Regions from separate parts of the Mus musculus genome. Here all the other regions are linked to region 1. The links are chromatin contacts, called in public HiChIP or PLAC-seq maps. All regions are on one chromosome and are shown on one strand. Each heading gives the region's core, a stretch centred on a gene start, on an enhancer-like site or on the middle of the called end of the contact. The rest is flanking DNA. Distances are from core to core; before and after follow the strand shown. Region 1 overlaps Magi3 (membrane associated guanylate kinase, WW and PDZ domain containing 3). Region 2 has its middle 14 kb from the start of Gm34490. Region 3 has its middle 7.8 kb from the start of Gm38412.

Evidence for each region. HiChIP or PLAC-seq counts read pairs in DNA pulled down with a chosen protein or histone mark.
Region 2: a FOXA1 HiChIP or PLAC-seq map of pancreatic cancer cells shows a contact between it and region 1. The contact joins two enhancer-like sites. A contact is called at or near these places in 1 of 39 promoter capture datasets (frontonasal cranial neural crest), 1 of 115 datasets of contacts at active chromatin or transcription factors (pancreatic cancer cells) and 1 of 9 other capture datasets (embryonic trunk).
Region 3: an HNF4G HiChIP or PLAC-seq map of pancreatic cancer cells shows a contact between it and region 1. The contact joins two enhancer-like sites. A contact is called at or near these places in 5 of 39 promoter capture datasets (cranial neural crest, frontonasal cranial neural crest, hippocampal neurons and 2 more), 2 of 15 datasets of contacts at CTCF or cohesin (the NIH/3T3 cell line and large pre-B cells) and 1 of 115 datasets of contacts at active chromatin or transcription factors (pancreatic cancer cells).

The regions. Positions count from the first base shown.
Region 1 is chr3:104,108,123-104,111,113 of GRCm38.p6, forward strand. The region is part of intron 1 of Magi3 (membrane associated guanylate kinase, WW and PDZ domain containing 3); the gene reads right to left. Among named protein-coding and RNA genes, the nearest start is that of Magi3, 110 kb to the right of the region's middle. Within about 2 kb of position 1,484, at least 10 of the 459 cell types and tissues checked have an H3K27ac peak or open chromatin away from gene starts, as enhancers often do. A contact at or near this core is called in pancreatic cancer cells, where this site is marked.
Region 2 is chr3:104,540,020-104,543,010 of GRCm38.p6, forward strand. No RefSeq gene overlaps it. Among named protein-coding and RNA genes, the nearest start is that of Gm34490, 14 kb to the right of the region's middle. RefSeq lists an enhancer at 515-2,652. Within about 2 kb of position 1,517, at least 124 of the 459 cell types and tissues checked have an H3K27ac peak or open chromatin away from gene starts, as enhancers often do. A contact at or near this core is called in pancreatic cancer cells, where this site is marked.
Region 3 is chr3:104,399,879-104,402,869 of GRCm38.p6, forward strand. No RefSeq gene overlaps it. Among named protein-coding and RNA genes, the nearest start is that of Gm38412, 7.8 kb to the right of the region's middle. Within about 2 kb of position 1,528, at least 6 of the 459 cell types and tissues checked have an H3K27ac peak or open chromatin away from gene starts, as enhancers often do. A contact at or near this core is called in pancreatic cancer cells, where this site is marked.

The DNA.
Region 1 (2,991 bases), core at 234-2,733:
AAAGCCACAATAAAGTTCAAAATCATGAATTATCTTGCATGATGGATTTCTTAAGGGAAAATGAAGTTAACCCAATCTTATTCTAAGGGCCTTTGATGTTTTTAAAAACCAGTTAGCACAGAAAAGGCTAAACTTAAAGAGTAATGCCCATAATTATCAGAACTGGAATCACACTAGGTTTTACCATCAACTCCTACTGGTATGGGCAGTCACAAAGAAAAGGATGAGAGACAACTGCAATCCAAAATGCATTTTAAACAAAATGTGCAACTAGACACTGAATGTAGCATTCGTGTTTAGCATCACTAAAACTGAAAATCATATCTGCAAACATTTTTAGAAACTCTAAGTTTTGTTCTTATTTTATTTGTATGAGTGTTTTGTCTGCATGTATGTATTTATGTGCATCACATGTGTCCTGGAGTTGGAAGAGGCAAAAAGAGGGTCTCAGATCTCCTGGAACTAGAGTTATGGATGGTTGTGAGCCACCATGTAGGTGTTGGGAACCAAACCAGGGTACTCTGCAAAGGCAGTAAGTGCTTTTAACTGATGAGACAAATCTCCAGTCCCTCCATCATTGCTTCTTGACAATCAAGACAATATACTGTAAGCACCAGTCAATTAGACATAATGAAAATTTAATAAAACTGAGTTGACATTATTTAAGATTAACAACTGATAATAAAATATTCTAAATAAACCATTCACCATGGACGTCCCTGTCTCCAGAAACTAATAGAACTTTCTAAAGAATAAAGCGATTGTTTCTTCTATGTAATTTCAAAGAATTTAAAAAAATCTTAAATAGGTAGTTTACTAATGATTATCAGAAGGCCAACAAATATATTAATTCCCAAGGACACTGTTGTCCTACAGAGATGGCTCAGCAGTTAAGAGCACTTGTTGCTCTTGCAAATCACCCACATGGTGGCACACAGCTGCCTGCAATTCCAGTTCCTGACCCTAAGCCCTCTTATGACTTCTATAGGTACTGTATGATCCTGGTGTATAATATATAATGCAGGCACATCTATATATGATCTCTGTCTCTGTCTCTCTCTCTCCTCCCCTCTCCTCCTTCTCCTCCCCCTCTCCCTTCCCCTCCTACCCACCTCCCCCCAGGTTAATTCACAGAACCTTGACATCTCAAGGGCATGAAAAAAAAATCTCCCTGAGGCTAATGTAAACGTTATTAAACAAATACAAACAAAAGATTCTTTATAATGTGAACATTCTTACCTAGCCAGCCTATGCTTTAAAATTTTTTGCTCTTTGAATTCTATTCTTTGGTTTTTATATGAACAGTGAAACTGGTTTATAAAGTTTAAAAATATATACATCAGACAAATAGTTTGGCTAGATGAATGTCTGTAATTGGTATTTTAATTGTATAAAAATATCCAGGCGGTCAAGTTTGAATATACAACTCCTTAGTCAGGAATTCACAGCTACAAACCCATAGTTACTGAATATACGCAAACTCTGAATCACCACCAGTTCTCATTGAGAAATCAGTGAATAAAGCAACTGGCTATTATTTGGATTAACCCTGAGTCCTGTTGGCGTGGGTTCAGCATGCAAACAACTGTAAATCAATCTACCCACACTTCATCATCTTTTTGACAAGGACAGTAAGGAGAATTTGTCAACTGCTTGCTAAAGTCAAGATACAACATGTCTTTACTATTCTCTAATCTAGAAGCAATTATAAAACAGGGGGTAGGGGGAGAGTAAAAATGAGGTCAGTTTGGCATGTCTTGTTTCTTAGAAATCCATATTGGCTCTGGGTGATAAGCTATTCTTTTCTAAATACTTGGAATTTGTTTTTAAATAATCTCTTCAACTTTTGTGAGTTTAGATTATAGTAGGGCAATAGACTTGTGTGTTCACAGTCTACGGAGCACTTCTCTCCAGTCTCCCAGTTCTTCTTACATTCTCCTCCATGAAGTGTGTGTTGGGAGCAGGGGGATTAAAATAATTCTGAGGTCACGTCTGAGACTCTTCAACTCCAGAAGCCAATCCATTTAAGTCTTTTTAATAGTTCAAACTGAGCCCCAATCCGCTATGAAGTAAAGGCCTATTTTGAACTCCCAATCCTTTTGCTTCTGAGTGCTAAGATTACAGGTATGTACCACCATGCCTGGTTTATTCAGTGCTGTGGAAGGAATGGAACCCAGACAAGCACTCTACCAATTACACTACTTCCCCATTCCTCCTTAAAGTTTTGAAAATATAAATTTATTTAAAGTAAATTATGCTCTTTTTAAACAGATTTATGTATGTTCACCTTTATATATGGACCTGTGTGAGTCTACATGCACCACATGGGTGCCAGGCGCCCTGACCTTAGATTAAATTCCCTCAAACTCGTTACCTCTAAACTGTGAGCTACCTCTAAACTAAATCTTATTCTTATCCAATCCCACCACATAGCAGATGTTTAGCATAATGTCCAGCTTTCCTGTTTTATATTATTTTTAGCTTATACTGTTGAAAAAGTAACTTGTTCCTTCAAAGTTTTCTTAAATTATTACTTTGTTTAGTTTTTTTTTTTAAATTTTTTATTTGATACACAATCTCTCTACACAGACTTCGCTGTCCTGAAACTCGCTATGTACATGAGGCCGGCCTTGAACTCCTTGAACTCACAGAGATTCACCTGCTTCTGCCTCCCAAGTGCTAGGATCAAAAGCACGTGCCATTATGCCTCTGGCTTCCTTCAAGATTATAACAGAAGTAAAATAAGAATGATACAAGGTGGCTCAGTGGAAAAGAACTTGCCAGTAGGATCCAGGCTCTGAGTTTAATAATCCCCGACTTCAAAAGTTGTTGGGTTTTTCTGCAAGGGAGGGGGGGAGATGGCCTATCTACTCACTCATGTTGTTCTTGAAACATCTCTGTTCCTTTTGAGATTTGGTCTTGAGGAAAATGCTTATACTGTTATGCTCACAGCTACATGTATATTATATATTGGAAACAGAATCTTATTAA
Region 2 (2,991 bases), core at 267-2,766, 430 kb after region 1:
TTGACATAAAGCCAGCCAGCACACTCATCGATGATGATGATGGTGATGGTGATGATGGTGATGATGATCCCTCCCTCTGAGTCTTATTCTGCAACCCTAACTGGAACTTGCTACTATGTAGACCAAGGTGGTCTCAAATTTAGGTCTCAAATCCTCTGCCTCCCAAGCACAGAGATTGCCACAATGTCCAGCATGCTTTGATTTTTACATAGATTACTGGCATATATTTGGGGTCATAAATATAAAACTATACAAGTCCAAACATCTAAACATGCAAAAATGTACCTAGTATGCTGCTGCATGCATTTAACCTCTGCACTTAGGAGGCAGAAGCAGGCAAATCTCTATGAGTTCCTGGCCACTCTGGTCTACATAGAGTATTCCAGGTCAGCCAGGACTACATAGTGAGACACTGTCTCAAAAAAGACAACTAAACACAAACAAACAAACAGACAAACAAACAAAAAATAGTGATGCAGAGATGTGGTCTGAGTTTTATCTAAAATGTTTGGGTTGAAAGGCTTGGCTTCAACCACACATACTCATCCGATTTACAGGCGGTTAGGGGCAGAGTTCAAGTGTTTCATGACATCAGAACGTTCTGTAGGATTTGGCTGGAACTCTTGCCTCCTCCCTACCTGAACCTTCACCCCCACCCCCGTCCACCTCCCACATTTCTGGCCCACTTTCACCCCAAACCTTTTGCAACCGTTTAAATAATTTCCCACACCTGACCAGGAAAGGGGCTCCTGGGCAGGAGCTGAATCTGCTACGGAAACCTGGACTTGGGTACTGAGAGCTGAGGCACTCTGGAGATCCGTACAGTCAGAGACTGGAGGAAATGGGTCATTGCTCATGGCTGGCAGGAGCTACTGCTAGCCTGAGCTTTTATGCTGGGAAGAAATCCTTGCTCTTTCAACCAATGACCTACATGAACCTTCATTCCCAACAGCAATAAAGTGGGGCAATAAAGTTGGAAAGAAAAGCTGACTCCACAGCTGTGGGGCAAGAGTTCCCTGGCAGGAAAAGAAAGGCTGAAAGACCTGGTGCTTTCCCGGGACGAAAAAAAAAAAAAAAAAAAAACAAAGAGAGGCTGAGAAAGGAAGATTGGGGGCAGGAGGGGGACGCTGAGTCTTGACTAAAGCCTATAAATGACTGCACACCAAAAATTTTTATCACTTTTCTTCTTCTGTCTCCCTATTTTATTAAACATCCTGACTGTCCAAGGTGAGGTAAGGGTGAGCTAAAGGGGAAAGCGGTTGCAGAACCAAATCAAGTGTGGAGCTTGGAATCATGGGAATAGTGGGGCTCTTGGCAGAACTCTGCTGTTTGCTGGCTGTGCCCTGGAAACACCCACTGCATTGGCTAAATCTTCCCAGCAAACGCTACTTTACCATGATTTTGTTACATCCTGAATTGGTGACCTAGTGACCTTTTTGGTCTTGTCCTCTCCTCTCCCTCTACTGCTCTTCCTCTTTTCCTTGGCGTCCTAGAGTGTCATTTACCGGTGGGCAGCAGAGGGCGATCTGGCCCCGAAGAATGACCGAGTCGAACCCCTGGGCTTGCTAATGACTTGCAGTTCCATCAACATAAAGTGACAAAGGGACATTGTCACGAAGCCTTTGCCTTTCCATTCCAGAAGGCGCTACTGTCTTGGCTGACCCCTTTCCCCTCCCTCCCACTTCCCTTGCTGCGTCCCCCTCAGTCCACAGCAGCGGAAAATGAACGGGGTCCACAGTGGAGAAAAAAACAAACCCCAGGGCCTGCTGAGGGAAAACCGTAGGAAAGTGACCGGCATTAACAGCTGCAAGAGTTTCTCTCTCTCTCTCCATCCCCCACCCCATCTCCCAAACCTCAGCATACCTAATTATCCCCTGCAGGACTTGTTAAAACACAGCTTCCTGGGCCTCACCCTGGAATTCTGTTTTAACAGCCTGGACGGGGCCAGGCGTTTGCATTCTTGCCTTTTCCAAGGTATTCCGAGGGAGCACAAGGTGGGGTTTGGAGCGGCGTTTATGAATTCCAATGCAGAGATAGGAGTAGACTGCAGTTTGGGTCAGGGGCAACATTCTGGTGAGATGACACCCCCCCCCCCCCCCAGATCCTTCTGACTCCAAGCTAGAAGACTTCATAGATCAGCCAACTCCCTCCCTGGAAAGGAGCTGAGAATGTGTCAACAAAAGCATTGTTTGGAGGGGGGCTGAGTCCAGATAATAGGCTGCTTCTCCACTGACTGCTTCTTTCATCCGCTGGCTGGAGAATCAGAGTCGGCCTCTCCTTCACCCCTGAGCAGAGATGGCTTCTCCTCCATATTAAAATAAAGAATTATTCCTGAGCCCAGCTGTCCTTGTTTAGCACTCTCCAGATCCAGGACCTCCAGGGTGGCAGAGTCCTGTGTGGAATGAGCCCTTGTCCTCAAGACACCAAAAGTCCTTTCAGTCACTTAAAGAGAATTCCTTCTGTTTACTGCTGAGAGATAAAAGACAGAAAAGTATTATGGCCTACATATTAACCCCCATGTGATACTGTTAAGAGGGAGTACCTCCCAAAAAGGGTAAGCCAGGCCAGCACCAATGCCTCCAGCCCAGAACTAGAATGCCAGGCCAGCAAGGAGTCCTCAGCTAGACATATTCTCAAAGTGGTGGTGGTGTGTCTCTCTCTCTGTGTGTGTGTGTGTGTGTGTGTGTGTGTGTGTGTGTGAAGGAGAGAAGGACAAAGAGAGTGAGCCTTTTTTTTGGTTGTTTGGTTGGTTGTTTGTTTGGTTGGTTGGTTAGCTGTTTTTTTTTTTTTTGGTGCTGGGGATCAAATCCAAGACCTCATGAACCTAAGCAAACCTTCTACCACCCGACCAAGGGGGGGGGGGGCTATTGGGAGGCAGTTGGGTCACCAGGGAAGAACCCTTGTAAATGAGGTTTAAGGGTTGATATTTGTCCCTTGCAGACAGTGAGAGGGCACATTAAAATCATTTTCTCATGAGGCTGAAGAGATGGC
Region 3 (2,991 bases), core at 278-2,777, 290 kb after region 1:
CAGAGGGAAGGCACTCATCCACAAGCCAAAGAGGCGGCTTTGGAAGAAAACCCGCTGCCACCGTGACCTCAGAATCCCACCTCCAGAATTGAGGCACTAACTGCCAGCTGTTTAAACTCCCCAGCTACAGAATTTTGTTACCCTAGGAAACTAATGTACAGGCTCTGCATTTGCAAAGCTTTTTCTTATAACCTCACTTAATTTTTATGAAGTCACTCTGTTCATAAGAGCCTTGGCCCCTCAGTTGCTGATCTTGAAACCTTCTGATGGCCTCTACCTCCTACTTGCAAGGCAAGCGCTCAGCACCATTGCTTTGAGTGTTCCTGCCCCTCTGTCAAGGAGAGTGGGGTTAAAACTGGACCTAATCTGGGGAGACGCTGCTGAGCTTGAGCTTCTGCAATGGGTTGGTGGCAGGAATGCCATCCACATTCCTGTGCTCTATCACTGTAACAAAACGCCCGAGGAAACCAACTTAAAACCGAGGAAAGGTTAGGAAGAGGGAGGTAGCTCAGTCAGTAAAACATTTGTCCTTCAGGCATGAGAACCTAAGTTCAGATCCCCAGCACCAAAAATCCAGGCATGCATCTGTAACCCAGCACTGGGGAGGCAGACCCAGGCAGACCCCTGGAGATTTTTGGCCAGCCAGTTTAGCTGAATTGGTGAACTCTTGGATCATTGAGAGACCTTGTTTTTTAAAAAATAAGGTGACCAGCACTTGAGAGGAAGAGGCAGGCAGATCTCAGTCTGAGTTGAGGCCCAGCCTGATTCACACAATAAAGTTCTAAGACAGCCAAGATTACATATATACATACATGCATACGTGCATGCATACATACATACATTCATACAAACATGCATACACACATACATACATTCATACAAACATGCATACATACATGCATACATACATACATACATACACACACACACATGTGGAGAGCAACTGAGGAAGATACCTGACATTGACCTCTGGCCTCCACATGCACACACACGGACACACACGGACACCACGGACACCACGGACACCACGGACACAGACACAGACACACAGTGAGTGGAACATTTTGACTTGATGTTTCAGGTTGGTTCTGTTACAGAAGATGGGGGTTGAGATTTCTGAAGCAAGGCAGAATATTGTGGCAGGAGCCAGTTGTAAAGGAGATGCCTATATCATGGCGGCCAGGAATATAAGGAGAGGAAGGGGCTGAGGGTCTAATGTCCCATTTAAAGAAGTATCCTGGAGATCCAACTTCATTCTGGTAGGTCCCCCCTTCAGCAGCACCACAGATTGGGAACCAAGCCTTCAACCCGTCATCCTTTGGGAGATACTGTCAAAGGCTGATTTCTTGTTTTTCCTGTTCATACTTCCAAATCCAATGAAGAAGAAGTGAGCAGCTTTGTGGTTACCAGGTCCACCTCTGCTGTCTACTCCAGGAGTACAAGCCCCATCCCCCCCTCCCTAGACTGCTGGCTGCCTGCCTGCCTTGGCCCTCATTGCAGGGGCACCGTTCACTGTGAGTCACCACACACTGGAAGGAATGCCACCAGAGAAATGGGTTCACCTGAGGTTTGTTTTCAAAACAGTCATATCTTTTCCTCTGAACATGTATTGAAAAGTTGATAGCATACTAAGGAGTCAGACTGGTAAAAATCCATTGGCTCAGCTTCTTTTTTCTCTTCTGTGTGTGTGGGTTTTTTTTGGGGGGGGAGGGGGTTGGAGGGCTGAAACTGGGCAGGATGGAAGTATGAGACAGTGCACAAGATTTAAATTTTTTTTTATTTATTCCTATCTTTTTTTTTTTGTAAGTGTATGTATGGGTGGGTATGTTCATTGCACACAAGTGCCCAAAGAATCCAGAAAGGGGTTTTGGAACTTCTGAAGCTGGAGTCACAGGCTGTAGTGAACCACCCCACATGGGTACTGGGAAACAAACTTGGGTCCTCTGGAAGAGCAGCAACCTCTGAGCCATCTCTGTAGCCCCTTAAAATATCTTTTTATTTAGATACCAGAATATACCAAGAAAGGTGAAATTATGCTCATGATCTTACTCTCCTATATCCTTAAAAAATACTCCTTTCTGGTCTTATCTAGATGTTCATATAATTTTTACAGCTATATTCATGGCAACAAAAAATGAGATTTGATATTTCTGTTTAACATTATACGAGAGCATTTCTCCAAGTCACCACATAATCTTCGTGATTATATATATTTTTAATGGCAGCGTAATGCAGCCCAGAGCAATGGAAGCAGAAAAGCACAGCCATTCCCCTTCCCAAACCCATTTAGGATCTGTCCAATTTTTCACTTCAAATGATAGCCAGTCTCTCCCGCCCCCTCCCCTCCCCCTCCCCCTCCCCCTCCCACCCCCGCAGAACTGAAGAACAGCAGCAGACTCCTGATGAAACTGGGAGGTTTGGGCGTTGAACAGCCGTTCCATGTACAGGTGGTTTGCCCGGGACTCACCCTCGATAGTGAAAACAAATGGGTGGAACAGCCTCAGAGAAAGGCTGGGTAAGATGGATGCCCTGGAAACACACAGTGACACCAGCCATTTCCCAAGTCATCCATTTCCTAAGTCCCTCTGAAACCCCTGCCAGCCACTCAGCTGGTGACAAGGTAAGGGGGCACTTAAAGGGAATGGCACAGGGTCTCAATCTAGCTCCTGCAAGAAGAAAGTATCCAGGGGTAGGGGAACTCTGCCTCCTCTAGATCTTATCACTCTCTTGAGCCTGGAACCTCCAAAGTGTGAAAACTGAGGGCCTCCTGCTCCCTCCAGGGGCCAGGCAGATGTGGTGTGCATCTCCCTGGATCCAGCGCTGACTGATCCAGTGCTGGCTCTTGTCATTCTCCTGTAAACTCTGCCTCGCAGACAGGCAGTTCTAGCCCCAGGCCGGTAGCCTAGCACCACCCCTCATGTTGACTGTGCCAACTGGGACTCCTGGACCAGGAGCCTCTCTCCTGGCTCATTTGGTGTTGAGAACTGCAGG